Linked DNA regions of Rattus norvegicus: region 1 is linked to region 2. A link is a contact called in public Hi-C data. All regions are on one chromosome and are shown on one strand. Each heading gives the region's core, a stretch centred on a gene start, on an enhancer-like site or on the middle of the called end of the contact. The rest is flanking DNA. Distances are from core to core; before and after follow the strand shown.

Region 1 (6,567 bases), core at 9-2,508, 230 kb after region 2:
CCAGTGTAGGTACAACCCTAAAACTCAAAACAAGAAGGGGGAGGGAGAGACGTGGAACCAGGAGGAACCTGGACATCCTCCACATCCTTGCAATATGCATACTGCCAGTCTCAGGGCCTTGGAGTCTCCCAGAAGACCTTAGGAGACGATGAAATGAAGAAAACATTCCTCTGCCCTGTTCCTTCCCACAAAGTCCGGGTTTAAGAATGATAGAAACAGGAGAGGGTTGTTACGAAGTCCAAGGCAAACAAACTCACATGCATTCCTCCTAAAGAACCGTGCGCCATTCTAAACTCTCTAACTGACCTTTGAGTCCTGGGGTCTGTGATAATGTAAACCTGGGGAAAGTCAGAAAGACAACGCAAGCCATCCATCTACTCTGGCCTCTCTGACTCGCCATATGGATGAGCTGGATTCTGGCGCGCTCTTAAAGAGAATTTGGAGCCCCAAGGGAGGCCCTGGTCGAGCCCCTGACCACTTCTTAGGTCAAGGGAAGGGGCAAAAGCTATGGGGACCGGAAGGTAACCCCCGTAAGAAGTACCGGCCTCAGTTTGGGCAGCAATGATCTTCCTAGAAGATGCCAGCATTCACAGATGGGGTGATTCGTTGATTTCAGCGGAGAGAGCTCTGGCTAGGGGCGCTGCGACCCACTGAATTCTCCAGGAGGCATCCTTTGGGGGGTGCCGTTCTGCCGAGCTGGCAGTGTGGACCTAAAGGCTCCACCACCAACTTTCTCACCGGATTCTGACCTGCTAGGTTCTGGCCAACGTTGCTCCCACTCCTGGTCCCGGGTTGTGGGGAGAATCAGCGACCCAGATCCCTCTTCGCGCGCACAAAGCAGCTGTGCCGGGTGTACGCCCGCTCCCCTGCCGCCCTCCAACTTGCCCGCGCGACTCTCTGCGCGCCTACCCTCTCCGCAAGCCCCGCGGCGCGCATCCCAGCCGGCAGCCGCGGTAGCTGCAACTGTACCCCGGGTGGCCTGGCCTCCCCACGCCAGGAACCTACCGTGCAGCCTGGCTCGTGCTCGGGCGGTGCCTAGTGCGCGGCACGCGTCCCAACCGAAGACAGTGCTCCCCCGCGGCTGCCCCGCGTGGAGATCGGGGCTGCAGACTAAAGCTGGCTCGACTCGGCTGCTGGCTGGTCGCGGCTCGCCGCTCCCGCGCGGGCTCCTGCTGCTCTGCGCGAGGAGGGAGGGGTCGGGGAAACTCCTGGCAACTCCAACTCCGGGCGCCAGAGCTCCAGCTGCAGCCTCGCGCTGGCCCGCTGCTGCCGAGTGCGAGCTAGCAAAACCAATCTGCCCCCGCCGCTGCCTGTGAGCATGCCCAGTGCTGCTGCGAGCGAGCCACGGCGACCTGGCCCGGGGCAAAGATCGGTAGCCCAGGGCTCGGGGCCCCGCCGCAGGCCGGGAGCCCAAGGGATAAGTGAGGTTGAGCTCGTAGGGCACGGGTTAACAAACACAAGGCAGTGAGAGTCCCATGGGTCGTGGGAAGTTTGTGGACTGGAAAGGTAGGCTGCTTCTGGGAGCTTTTGCAAGCAAGTGTTCAGAAAGACAACGTGCTACGGGAATGTGGGCCCAGCAGGTAGGGTTTTATTCAGTCGCAAAAATTCAGGTGACAAAATCCAAGAGCTAATGGGGCCTGGCAAGCCCAGTTAATGAGTGAAGCGGGAAGGAGGAAGGAAGCTTGTGAAAGCTTCGCAGGCTGAGCAGCTGCCCTGCTCTAAGCGCCCACAACTATCGTGAAAATCAAACCTGGTTTTACTGGATTTTATTTTATAAATAAATACGTGGCTAACACATAGCTTTTTTCGTGCAAAATATCCCGCTTATTGAATCTTGCCATGGGGAAAACAAAAACAAAGAAAGGAAGAAAAACAAACAAACAAACTAGAGTCTACACCAAAAACCTACTGCTGGGTCCAGTGGCTGCTCAGCCAATCTTAACCAAGGAGTTTTGTGGAGAGGTGCTGAGTGCCTGCCCACGTTGGCTTAAGGGGGTGCTGGAAAGGATCCAAGATGATTCAGACTGCCTTCAAAGTGCAAGGGGAAATAGGTTTTCCTGACAGAAGTGAGCTAGTGATAAACGCTGGAGCATTCAGAGTTAACTAATGCGGAAAGTGGCTTTGAGAACAAACTTTGAGGACACTTCAGAAGTATGAGCACCTGAGCAGGAGGTCACTGCAAGGTAAACATGTCTCAGTCCAACTGTTAGAGTTCCTCAAAGACATATTACGTTTGAAACAAAAGGAAAACCCCATAATACCTGTCCTGCCTTTATTTAATTTTTTTATATTTTTATTATCTATTTGTGCATTAATTTCTTTCCATTTCCTACTGCATTAAAACTTTCCTTTGATTATCGAGTTCTTTGGCCAACCCTTCTATTTCGTGTCCTACCTCATTCTGGCCTGACCCTCCTAGGCTGAAGAAAAAGCTGCAAGATTTCGTACATTAAGAGAATCAGAGCAAGGTGGGATCTGAGGTCCTAATTGCTAGTCTACGATGTCTGCCCTTTATTTGGTAGAATCTGATGAAACCAGCTGAGAAGCTGGAGGGAAAAAAACCAAAAGTAACCTCTTCTGTGAAGACATGTTGAGCGGTGGTTAGGAAAGTAGTTCAGAGGGGAAGAAAGGGTTTCTCATGATATGATCACTGCTTTATGAAAAGCAGAGGCATTTAGCTGATAAGACTGTCCGCGGTCTGCTTATCTCTGGAAAGACGAATGATTGGGTTATCTTTTTACCAAAAAATAATAATCAGGTTCTTTGTCACTCCCAGCCATTCCTGCATCAGTTAAGGTGAGCAACTGGCTTCTCTTCACAGCTGCATTTTCCTCAGTTTGGAATTAGAAGACAGTTCTCATTATGAGAGGTTTAGGAGAAGTGATGTGTGATTATGGGTTTTTTAAAAGTGAGAGTTTATGCAATAAGAAAGCACTGTCTTTCTCACCTATCAAACTAGACTTGACATGCATCACGAAGGTTGTCTCAGGTAGCAACCTTCACCCATTTGAGAAGCTTTTTCAATATTGGAATATTGTTAATAAAACATCGGAATACGGGGGTTGGGGATTTAGCTCAGTGGTAAAGCGCTTGCCTAGCAAGCACAAGGCCCTGGGTTCGGTCCCCAGCTCAAAGAAAAAAAAAAATCAGGATACTTTTTTTTTTTTTTTTACTATTTTAACCATTTTGTTAATAAGATCCTCTGGTATTAGTTTCTATTGTCGACTTCACTCTTCTTTCTCACCCATCAGTATTGAAGGTCTATACAAGATGGCTACCCTCTGTACAAAGAAGTGCCCTCTAATGAACAGTTTGTTAGTGTCTGCTTCAGAACAGACTACCCTTTATCTATTAGAAGTATTTTAAATACACAGAACTCTCAAAGAGGAAAAAATGCTTGAGTGTTTATGCAGAAGGTTTCCAGAAGTTTTGATAATGAGGAAGTACCTAGAGCAGGACCTATCACATAACAGGTAGTTACAAATATTAGCAAAATAAATAAAAGTTCCCATCATCAAAATCTTCCGGGCCCATTTTGTACCTCCCCTAGTTCCTAAGAATTGTTGTTTTAAAAATCATAATAATAATGTCATCAAGAACAGGATGTAAACATTTATATAGGGAGGGGCTTACAAGAAAAAATATTTTGCTAGTGTTTTTATATTGTATATGTGTGTGTTCCTCCACATTAGAGATTCAATTAACTCCCTCATGTTTTTGTCTCTCTGCTTCAATATTAAAATAATCACATTTTAAAGTTTATATGAGTAAACAACAATGGCGATTTTTTTTAAAAAACACAGAGCAAAAGAGATTCTAACAGAGTGAAGCCTGTTCCCACCCCGTAAAAAGCTAGTATTGTTTGTTTCTTGCATGTAGTTACAGAAATGACCCGTGTGTGTGACAGCAAGCCCAGAACTTATTTTTGTCTTTAAAGTTTAATCTTGAAATGATAGAAATGAAAAAGACACAGTATTTCATCAAGCTGCTGAGTTAAATACCTTTAACGTATTATTTGTGAGAAAGAAGAAAACATAAAGTGATATTTCCCTCTTCCTTTGTGGCATAAGTAATCTCATGGTTACAAGGACACGACCTTTCTGTGAGTATTAAATTATATAAAACAATAGAGTGCCCTAGAACTCACTGTGAAGCCTTAGCCTAAAACTCTTGTGGATTTAGATGCCTTAGGTTGTCTAAGGCAATGGAAGGAAATGCTATCTAAATAACAAATGGATTTGAGCCCAGTGGCTGGAGTCTTCAATACCAGCACCAGAAAAGCAGAGACAGGGGAATTGCCATGAGTTCAAGGGTTATATAGCAAGAGCATATCTCAAAAGCCAATAAACAAAACAACCTGACATGGTTTGTTGCAGGGAATTGATGTCATAAGTATTTTAATAGCTTCCCTTAAGATATAATAGTGCCATCTATGCATATGGGATTAGATGCACCTCTACATTTTTGTAATGTTGACATTATTTTTTCTTTTTATTATTATTTTATTTATTTATGATCCAGCCATTGCCCCCACTTCCCAGTCCACCCCCCCCCACAGTTCCTCATCACATTCCTCCTTTCTTTAAGAAGACGTTCCCTCCACCATGACTCCCTCCCTGGGGCCTCAAGTCTCTCTAGGATTAGACATGTCTTCTCCCACTGAGAACATATGTATACTGGGGACCTCAGACCAGCTAGTACCTCCTCACATTTTCATTCTGAGGATGTGAATTTGGATTAAGCAACTGCAACTTAGAAATTTATCAATTTACCAACTTTCTACTTGAAAATATCAAATACCGATTTGGTTAAGATAAGCTCTTGAATATTTGAAATCTCATGTTTCAAACTTGTTTATATTCCTTCGAATTAGTCAATGTTTTTTTAAAGCTAGAAGAGTCTATTTTTCAAGCTTTTAAGCTCCTTGGAATAATGTTCATTTTCTTATAAAAGAGATGTCAAGAACCTAGCCCCAAGAACTCTATTAAATGTCTGAGCTTTATAGAGATACCAGATATACCTGGGGCAACACAGAAGAGGAAAACATCCCTCTTCTTCCCTCAGTGAGAGCAGCAGCAGGACCTTAATTGGCCCTACAGTAGATGAGAAAATGTCCTGTTCTGCTTCTTCTGCACTTTGCTTCCTACCATTGCCCTGGGAAATCACCCATTTTCTTCACCAGGCCTTAGATTTTCCCATCTCTCTTCGTTTTTGGCTGTTATTCCTCCCTTGTAAGAATCCATGAGTCCTTAGTGTACTACAGCTGAGAACTGAATAAAACAACTTTGTTCAATGAACCTGTGCTTATGTGTGGAAAACTGATCACTTTCCAAAATGATCTAAGGGTGGAAGGCCAACTGATTATTTCAAAGAAACATTCCCATAACAAGTACTTGAAGAATGGAAAGCAACAAGAAAACTGTGGCTTGGAGGCCAAAGCATACACAAAGCCCTAATAACATTGAGTCTCTGATGCACAAAACAGGACACACACACACACACACACACACACACACACACACACACACACACACACGATAAGAGAGAGAATTCTATGAGTAAGATGAAGACAGGACATATTGACGAAAGAAAATTTTGCCTGTCATTTTGCACTTTATAATTCTTTTCTATTCTTTTCCAAAAACTGTGGATTCTCCTCAAGTTTTAGGTTCTATTTTATCTTCACAATGGCTGTCTTGGCAGTTGCAGGAGCCTCTCAGGCTAGTGACAGGCTGGTGGCTGTTGTAGGTATATATTACCAGTAAATTGGGTAAGAGACCTGTCACACTTAGTGACATCTATTTACTTGAGTCTGAGAAACCTCCAGAGTTCAAATAGAACTTCAGATTTTGTTCTGTTCATGGAGCACTTAATCTTAGTCTGTAGTTTTAATTAACCATAACTATTCTCGTTGGGTTATAATTTGTTCCCACCATCTTTTTTGACTTAATTTCTATGATACAATATTTTGACTCTAATGTTCTAACTGTATAATTTATGTTCTTCTGTGCATCCAAAAACAACAATAAATATTGGTCTGTAACATTTTATGAACTTCAGTCCACCATTCAGGACAACGTCTGAAAGAGTTGGCATATTTCCGCTCTTCAGTTTCTTTTCTCACACTGTAATAGGTCTTCCACTCTTCTTCAAACTTTTTCCTACTCCTCTGATTATATTGCTTTCTGTTCTAAGCTTCATCAGAGAGTTCATAAGCCACTGTAAAGATAAGACCAATGTTAACCAGAGGGAGAAACAGTTCCTTGGAAGAGGAGAGCAAAGCAAATGTTTTATCTTGTAAAAATACTCATTCACACTTTGAGCTTCGTTTTTCTATAATTGTAAGTATTTTAGCTACATCTTTTCAAATAGACTTGAAGTTTCTCAAGTGCTAGGAAGCAAGCCTTTGTAGTCTTAAGTTGTCCCCACGCACAGCCTAGCACAGAGACTGAAATCCATCAACAAATGACAATTACATGGCACCTTTCTGGTGAGTCATTAAAAGTTCAGAGGTAAGCAATCTGATATTTAAATGAAGCTGTAAATGTAAAGTTTTCTGAAATAAGC
Region 2 (6,570 bases), core at 1,094-3,593:
ACCTGTGCTTTGCAGAAGTAAAATTGGTTAGGACAATTTGCTACTTAGGTCTTATTATAGTCCAAACATTTGTATCTTCTCTAAACCCAGGGGCAGAAACCTAACTGCCCTGAGATAGCATTAGGAGGCAGGCATGGAAGGTGACTGAATCAGGAGGTGCAGAGTCCTCAGAATGAATCAGAGACTCTTTCCCTTTTCATTATGATACTCTCAGAGGTCATCGTAAGTGAATCAGGAAACAGCCTTCATGGGGCATGGAATCTAGCATCTTGACCTTGGACTTCTGTGTGAGAAATGAATTCATTGTTTAATCAACTACCAGGTTTTAAAAATTTGTTTATTTACTTTAAGTAGCCTGAACAGACTAACAGCAGCTAGCAAAAACTGGTAATACCCTGGTTTATGAGAGTACCTAGGAACGAAGGACTTCAGATTTAAGAGCAGAAAGAGCACTAAACAAAATTAGGGAACCAGGTTATACAGTTTTGCTGCACTCCAAAGTCAATGCTTGCCCATTGTTTCCTGTTCAGGTGCTTCAAAGTCAATGCTTGCCTATTGTTTCCCGTTCCTGTAAAACTGTCACAGATTACCTCAGGCGCTAGAGCTCCTCCCTTAGAGTCCCCCTGGTTTATTTACTGGATATTTCACAGAAACCCCCTACTAATGCTTTGTAATCTATTCTACATAATGATAATAAAAATCATAAATGATACTATGGCTGTGCTTCCAGAGGAGAGTCCCTTTTCTTTTAGCCTAAAGGCCCAAACTGAGCGACTGCAACAGAACAAACCAGAGAGACAGAGAAACAGACTGAGAGAGGAGATGGGGGAGTGCTTTTCCCAGAGAGGGTAATGCCTGTTGACATCTTCTCCACCCTGGTATAGAAGAGTCCAGATCAACTCTCTTTGCTGTGAGAAATGCCATTTGAGGATGCTCGTGTGGGTAATGTTCTTGCCTGCTGACTCACCAGTCATGGTGGGCTGTCAAAACCTGGAGCACACTACAACCTTGGGCTTTTGGGGGCAGGGGAAAGTGAGTGAGGCTGCTTGTGCTGTGCTGTGCAGTGCTCGTTCCTGATGGCTGGAACTGTGCCAAACCCACAGCTCAGGAAGGAACAATAAATACTTCCTCATGACAGGATAACCAGAAATGGGGTGAGGGCCATGCTGGGCCTGGAGAGAAGCATTTTCCCTATCTTTGTTCTAGAGGGGACTGGCACCCACACAGCAAGAGGATGTGCTTGTACAAAAGAGACCTGTTTACTTTTGTACCTGGGTCATTGTAGGTAGGTGTACTGGGAAAAATAAGACAAAAGATAGTTTTTTTACTATAATCTGGAAAGACAGGGCACAATTTCCATCAGACGTGGTTGTCCTCAGAGGAACTGTCACCTGGGATGATTGTTCTCTGCCATGTGTACTGTGTCTTTCTCTTGTAAACACAGCCCACTCTATATGAGTCAACAGGCCACACATGTCTGGGGGAGTGCGGGGATGAGGAGAAGGCCTGGTTCTACCTCAGAATCTTCTTCTCACTAGCAGGCCTGCCTGGGACTTGGCCAGTGAAATGACATCTTCATGGTAAACCTATCGTCAAATCCACAGTTCTAACCCCTAGAAAAGCAGCCATACCTTATCTAAAGAGGTCGGCTTGCTCACTACAAATACCTCTGAGGTATCCCAATTTTAAAAAACTGTCTGCCTAGCTCTAAGGCTGTCTTACACTCCCTAGTAAACACTCACCCAGGGACTTCTCTCCCCTGGGAACACCTACTGAAGGGGAAACCAGTTAAAATGCCAACTTCTCTTGCCTACTCCATCTCTACTAGGACCAACCAGCCCTGCACTCACCAAAGCTGGAGACCCCTTTGCATTTATTTGATGGCCTCCTCAATTTCTGGTCCATAGGCTGTTCTAAGACAGCTCTCTGTTCACATACTGTAAGCTTCCCACTCCCTTTCCTTTCGAATTTGGATCATACAATATTCCTCTGCATTCTTTTTAAAATTGCTGTTTTGAAGATTCTCAGTCATCTGTAATAATTCCTCAGCCTCATTACTGAGCCTGTTATGTCACCAAATGGGACAGGCTCAGCAGAAGCTATGTTTATTGAAATAAACCATAAACAATTTAGATTTATGGGCATGCTTCCCTTAGCACCCAAGGAAATAGGTGTTGTTATTAATCAATTGCCTTTGTTTAACTGATAAGAAAACATGGGCTTTGAGAAATTTAGCATTTGTCCCAGGTCACCCAGATGGGAAATGACAGAGCTGGGCTCAGACATAAGAAGTTAACTACTATACCATGTTATTTCCCAACCATTCAGCAAACTTGGCCACAGCGTCAGGGAAATAGTGGCAATGGCCAAGAACTTGGATGTTTGTACAACCCTCGTGAGAGGGACGCCTATGTGGATGACATCCAGGTATTGTCTACCCCACATTAGGAAGAATAATTTCACAGCTTCCTTGGTAACATGGTTTGTGGTTTAATCATTAGCTGCAACTGTTTTAGCAGAGCTTTCTCAGTACACCACTGTGGGAAGGCAAAAGAGATAATGGCTGGGCCACCCGGCCTTTGCAGACTTTAAGACAGCTGTAGTATTACCTCTTTTGGTTTTCTCTTTCCTAACTCAACACTAAGGGGTTTTACTTAGATGTCCACTGTCTTTTTCCCATTTAAAAACTTCAAGTTGCTTTGTGTATCAGTGCATCTGGGCATGGACTCTCGAATTTCCACACCATCATTTCCTTGTACCAAAGCCGTGGGGAACATGCATCTGGGTTTACTGTCACAACTTCTAACTGTGAAGTCCTGATGACAGCTTGTCTGCTGGCTTCCTCAGACAGACTTGGTTAATTCTCCTTCAAGGAACTCTACCTAGGTTTCAGAATCAGCAGTGCACTAAGACCCTGTTGTGATAGAGTCACTGAGATACTTAAATAGTTCTGTGTAAAGGGAATCACAGAGGAAAGAAAGGTAGAGGAAGCATCTGCTGGGAGCCAGTCTCCTGGAGTGCTTTCTTATGAGCCCAGGAGAAGCATCTTCTGGCCCCGGGAATGTTTTCTTGGTTGCCCATTCTTATTTCCTCAACAGAAGTAGAGTATTCTATTGAGGCTAATTGAATTGTTCTCCCTTGAAGATCAACTAAAAACTATCTGCAGGTCCAGATCATGAGCCTGACAGGCCAATATGTCACCAGTAGAAATGGTTCCAAGAAACTTAAATTCAGCTAGAAACTAACTACTCTTTGATCTGAAGTATAAGCACAGTAATACATCTTCCTTATCAGCTGACCAGTAGACCTCCTCTTTCCTTTGGTTTATGACTGCCTTAGATAGGAGCTGCCAGTAAATAGTACTTTTCCCTTCTGAAAGGCAGTTCTCAGCAAAAGTATGAAAATGCATGCTGAGTATCCAGTCACATGAGAAGTACCGTTCTTTGAGTTCTAGGAGATAATCTCGCTGCCATTTTTGCTCAAAATTAGAGATCCAGAGTAGAGGTTTTGAATCGACACCCTGCCAGTATCAGAGGGGAAACTAGCCTTGAGACCAGGGCTTGCTTTATGTCTGGTGAAGAGATAACAACTTGTGACATACAATGACAGACACTTAGAATGAGAAAGGGATAGAGTGGAAAGGACACCTGTGAAGCCTCAAGTCCAATAGAAGTCTTCCAATTGTGGTCAATGACAGGGATGTATCGTCAGGGGTGATCTCACTTCTCCCTCTTTCTGTGACCTCAACATGAATCCTGATATTTAGGACAGTAATTAAAGATTTTCTTTGTTATCTTAAATACCTAAAAGTCAGAAGGTCAGAGAAAGAGATGAAGCCATTAGAAAGAAGATGGTGACCACAAAAAAACGGGTACAAGGAGAGAAACCACAAGGTTCTAGTTACTAGAAAACTGCTCACCAAAAGGAACAACAGCCAAAAAGGCTCCTCGAGTTCCTCACCCACCATAGGAACAGTTTCTTGATATTATGACCTCTGATAATCCAACATGGAGACCCTGCTCTCTGCTGGCTCACCTTGTGTGCAGTTTCTGCAAACTGCTGGGCACTGTTCTTCATGTCTTCTGTCTTCTCCTCTGCTCGGCCTAACCGTTCCCCTCGCTCATTCAAGGCCTGGCTTGCCTTCTGTACCGCACTGGTCACACTATCCGCTGCTGAATGGAGGATGCTGTTTCCTGGAAGGATTGCAAATGCATCAAGAGCTAGCGCGGTCCCCACAAAGGCAGATCCCCACACTGAGGAAAGGCGCAAGGCAAATTGTACTGGAAAACAAGTTTCCATTCTTTGAGGTGACTCATTCATTTATAGGAAGAAAACCCAAAGATCTGCCACAGGGCCATGGCAAATCCTGCCAGCTTCTTTCCACTCCACCACCATTCCGTATGCTTGAGGAGGCTCTGAAAGATGGAGCCCACTGGGATTTAAGACTTAAAGGCATAGGTAAATGGGAACCCTGACAAGTTCACAAAATTAGGAAGGTACATTGACATATATTTGTATTTTATGAACATTTTACTATTGTATTACATATATTTAACTTTTCTTTCCCTCATACTGTGTGTGTGTGTGTGTGTGAGAGAGGGGAGGGGGAGGGAGGAGAGAGTGGGGAGGGGGAGGGAGGAAGGAATGGGGAGGGGGAGGGAGGAGAGGAGGAGAAGAGGGAGAGGAGGAGAGGAGAGGAGAAGAGAGGAGAGAGGAGAGGAGAGAAGAGAGGAGAGGAGTGGAGAAGAGAGGAGAGGAGAGAAGTTTAAGTCAGTGGACAGTGTCTGGAAGTTGGTCCTATCCTCCCACCACATAAGCACCAGCAACTGAACTTGGTAACTTGGCACATGCCTTACCTGCTGAGCCACCTCACTAATTTATTTATTTATTTATTTATTTATTTATTTATTTATTTATTTATTTATTTATTTATTTATTTTTTAAGACAAGTGTCTCACTCTAGTCTAGGTGAGCCTGGGATTCCATTTTTCAGCCTCTGTCCCTAGAGTGGGAATTCCAGGCATGAATTCCATGCTCTATATAACCTGTGTTCCCTGCAGCCCATCAGTCTGGGGAACTGAACCCAGGGCTAGGCAAACCCTCTACCACTGGCTGTATGCTCAGATCTTCAGTTTGTTTTCATCTTTAGAATGATTCAATAATCCCCAGAAAATTGGGGACATAGGGGTTTTCTAGATATAATACTCTACTTCCCTACCCTTTAGCTGACCCCTTTATCTAGCAATTATGCCATACTCCCCACTGCATGGCTAAGAGTTATGATTGAATAATGAGCTTTTAAATTCAAAAGTGATGCAATGGCCCCCATCCTCTGATCCTCGTTATGGCTTGGATACTCATGTTTCCATGTGTGAGTTCCAGAATATTAAAAGCAAGGTCACAGCACTGCTAGCAGATAGCAGGTAGGAAACCATCACAGAAACTTGCCTCTGAGGAAATTAAGCATTTTCCAACTCTAGAGTGATACCAAAGAAAGTAGAAGTCAGCCAGATCTCCAAAGGTCATGCATCCTTGCTACTCTACTCGCCAAGACAGGCAGCATGACTTGGTAAATAGCTTGTGGCACATTAGCCACTGAGGACAAGCACACTGCCCAATGACAACCTCGGGAAAATTTATAGCTGTATTTTGTTTACATTGAATAGCATTTTACATAATTTTTTATGTCTTTCAATAAGTTGCTGACATCATTTTACTTTGTACGTGGGATGGATACTTCAAACCACAGATAGCTTTTTATAGCAATGTAATTTCCACTAGTATCAGCTACAAAAGCTTGCTAATTTATCCTTTGTGGGAACATTCTGGAGTTTGTGGAAAAGAATCTCAGGTGAGAAGTGCCTGGTCCAGAGGCAGCACTGAAGAAATCACCTTCTATTTTTCAAGGGCCAAATAAACTCTAGAAAAAAAGTGATTAGGGCTAAGTAATGACACCACTCGTAGCTAGCACCACATAGCTATGTGCCCATATACAGAGGCACAATGACATCCAGGTACATAGACACAGTGAGCACAGACTTGACGTGATTGCACCCTAGAAAAATCTGCTTGGGCACAAAGGAAATTCTGGGACGTCAGAACAATTTCTACAGAAGAAATCTTGGTCTTACATTGCTTTCATACTGTATTAGTAACTCTGATAACATTCCATTATCATAGCTAACAACACAGGACTTTGCAAGCAGAAAAGCATTAAAAAACATTGCTTCATTTCCTGTCCAAAATTCTGAGGAAGCAGATTGGAAGCAGAAAAGCTTGTATGCTGTCATCACACTGGGAAATGACAGGGTTACCATTGAACCTTGGTCTGCGGATGATTCCATCCTTTCTCCCAGACACGATGCAGCACTCGCTATGACAGGATTGTGGGCAGACTAGCATATGCGTGTAGGTTTGGGCTGGATATTTTCCAGGGTAATTCCAGACTGCTTCTGCCTTCGAAGCATTCTTCTTGTTAAAATAAGATTTACTGTCCATGCTACATGTCAATCCAGGTGACACAAAGAAAGAAGAGAGCGGCAGGATAGACCGGGAAGATGTGTGAGAGGC

The links. A called contact is a pair of places that touch in the nucleus more often than the background predicts.
Region 1: a Hi-C map of psoas muscle shows a contact between it and region 2, with 2.8 times the contacts expected there. The contact joins the promoter of Stxbp6 here to the enhancer-like site in region 2. A contact is called at or near these places in 11 of 12 Hi-C or Micro-C datasets (the A7r5 cell line, the Rat2 cell line, Schwann cells and 7 more) and 1 of 1 datasets of contacts at active chromatin or transcription factors (oligodendrocytes).

The regions. Positions count from the first base shown.
Region 1 is chr6:67,883,080-67,889,646 of GRCr8, forward strand. It overlaps Stxbp6 (syntaxin binding protein 6), which reads right to left and starts at 1,259. Exons shown (of 6, transcript NM_001191872.1): 1 at 1,006-1,259.
Region 2 is chr6:67,652,293-67,658,862 of GRCr8, forward strand. Stxbp6 (syntaxin binding protein 6) reads right to left here. Exons shown (of 6, transcript NM_001191872.1): 5 at 4,036-4,193. Among named protein-coding and RNA genes, the nearest start is that of Stxbp6, 230 kb to the right of the region's middle. Within about 2 kb of position 2,344, at least 13 of the 93 cell types and tissues checked have an H3K27ac peak or open chromatin away from gene starts, as enhancers often do. A contact at or near this core is called in the A7r5 cell line, where this site is marked.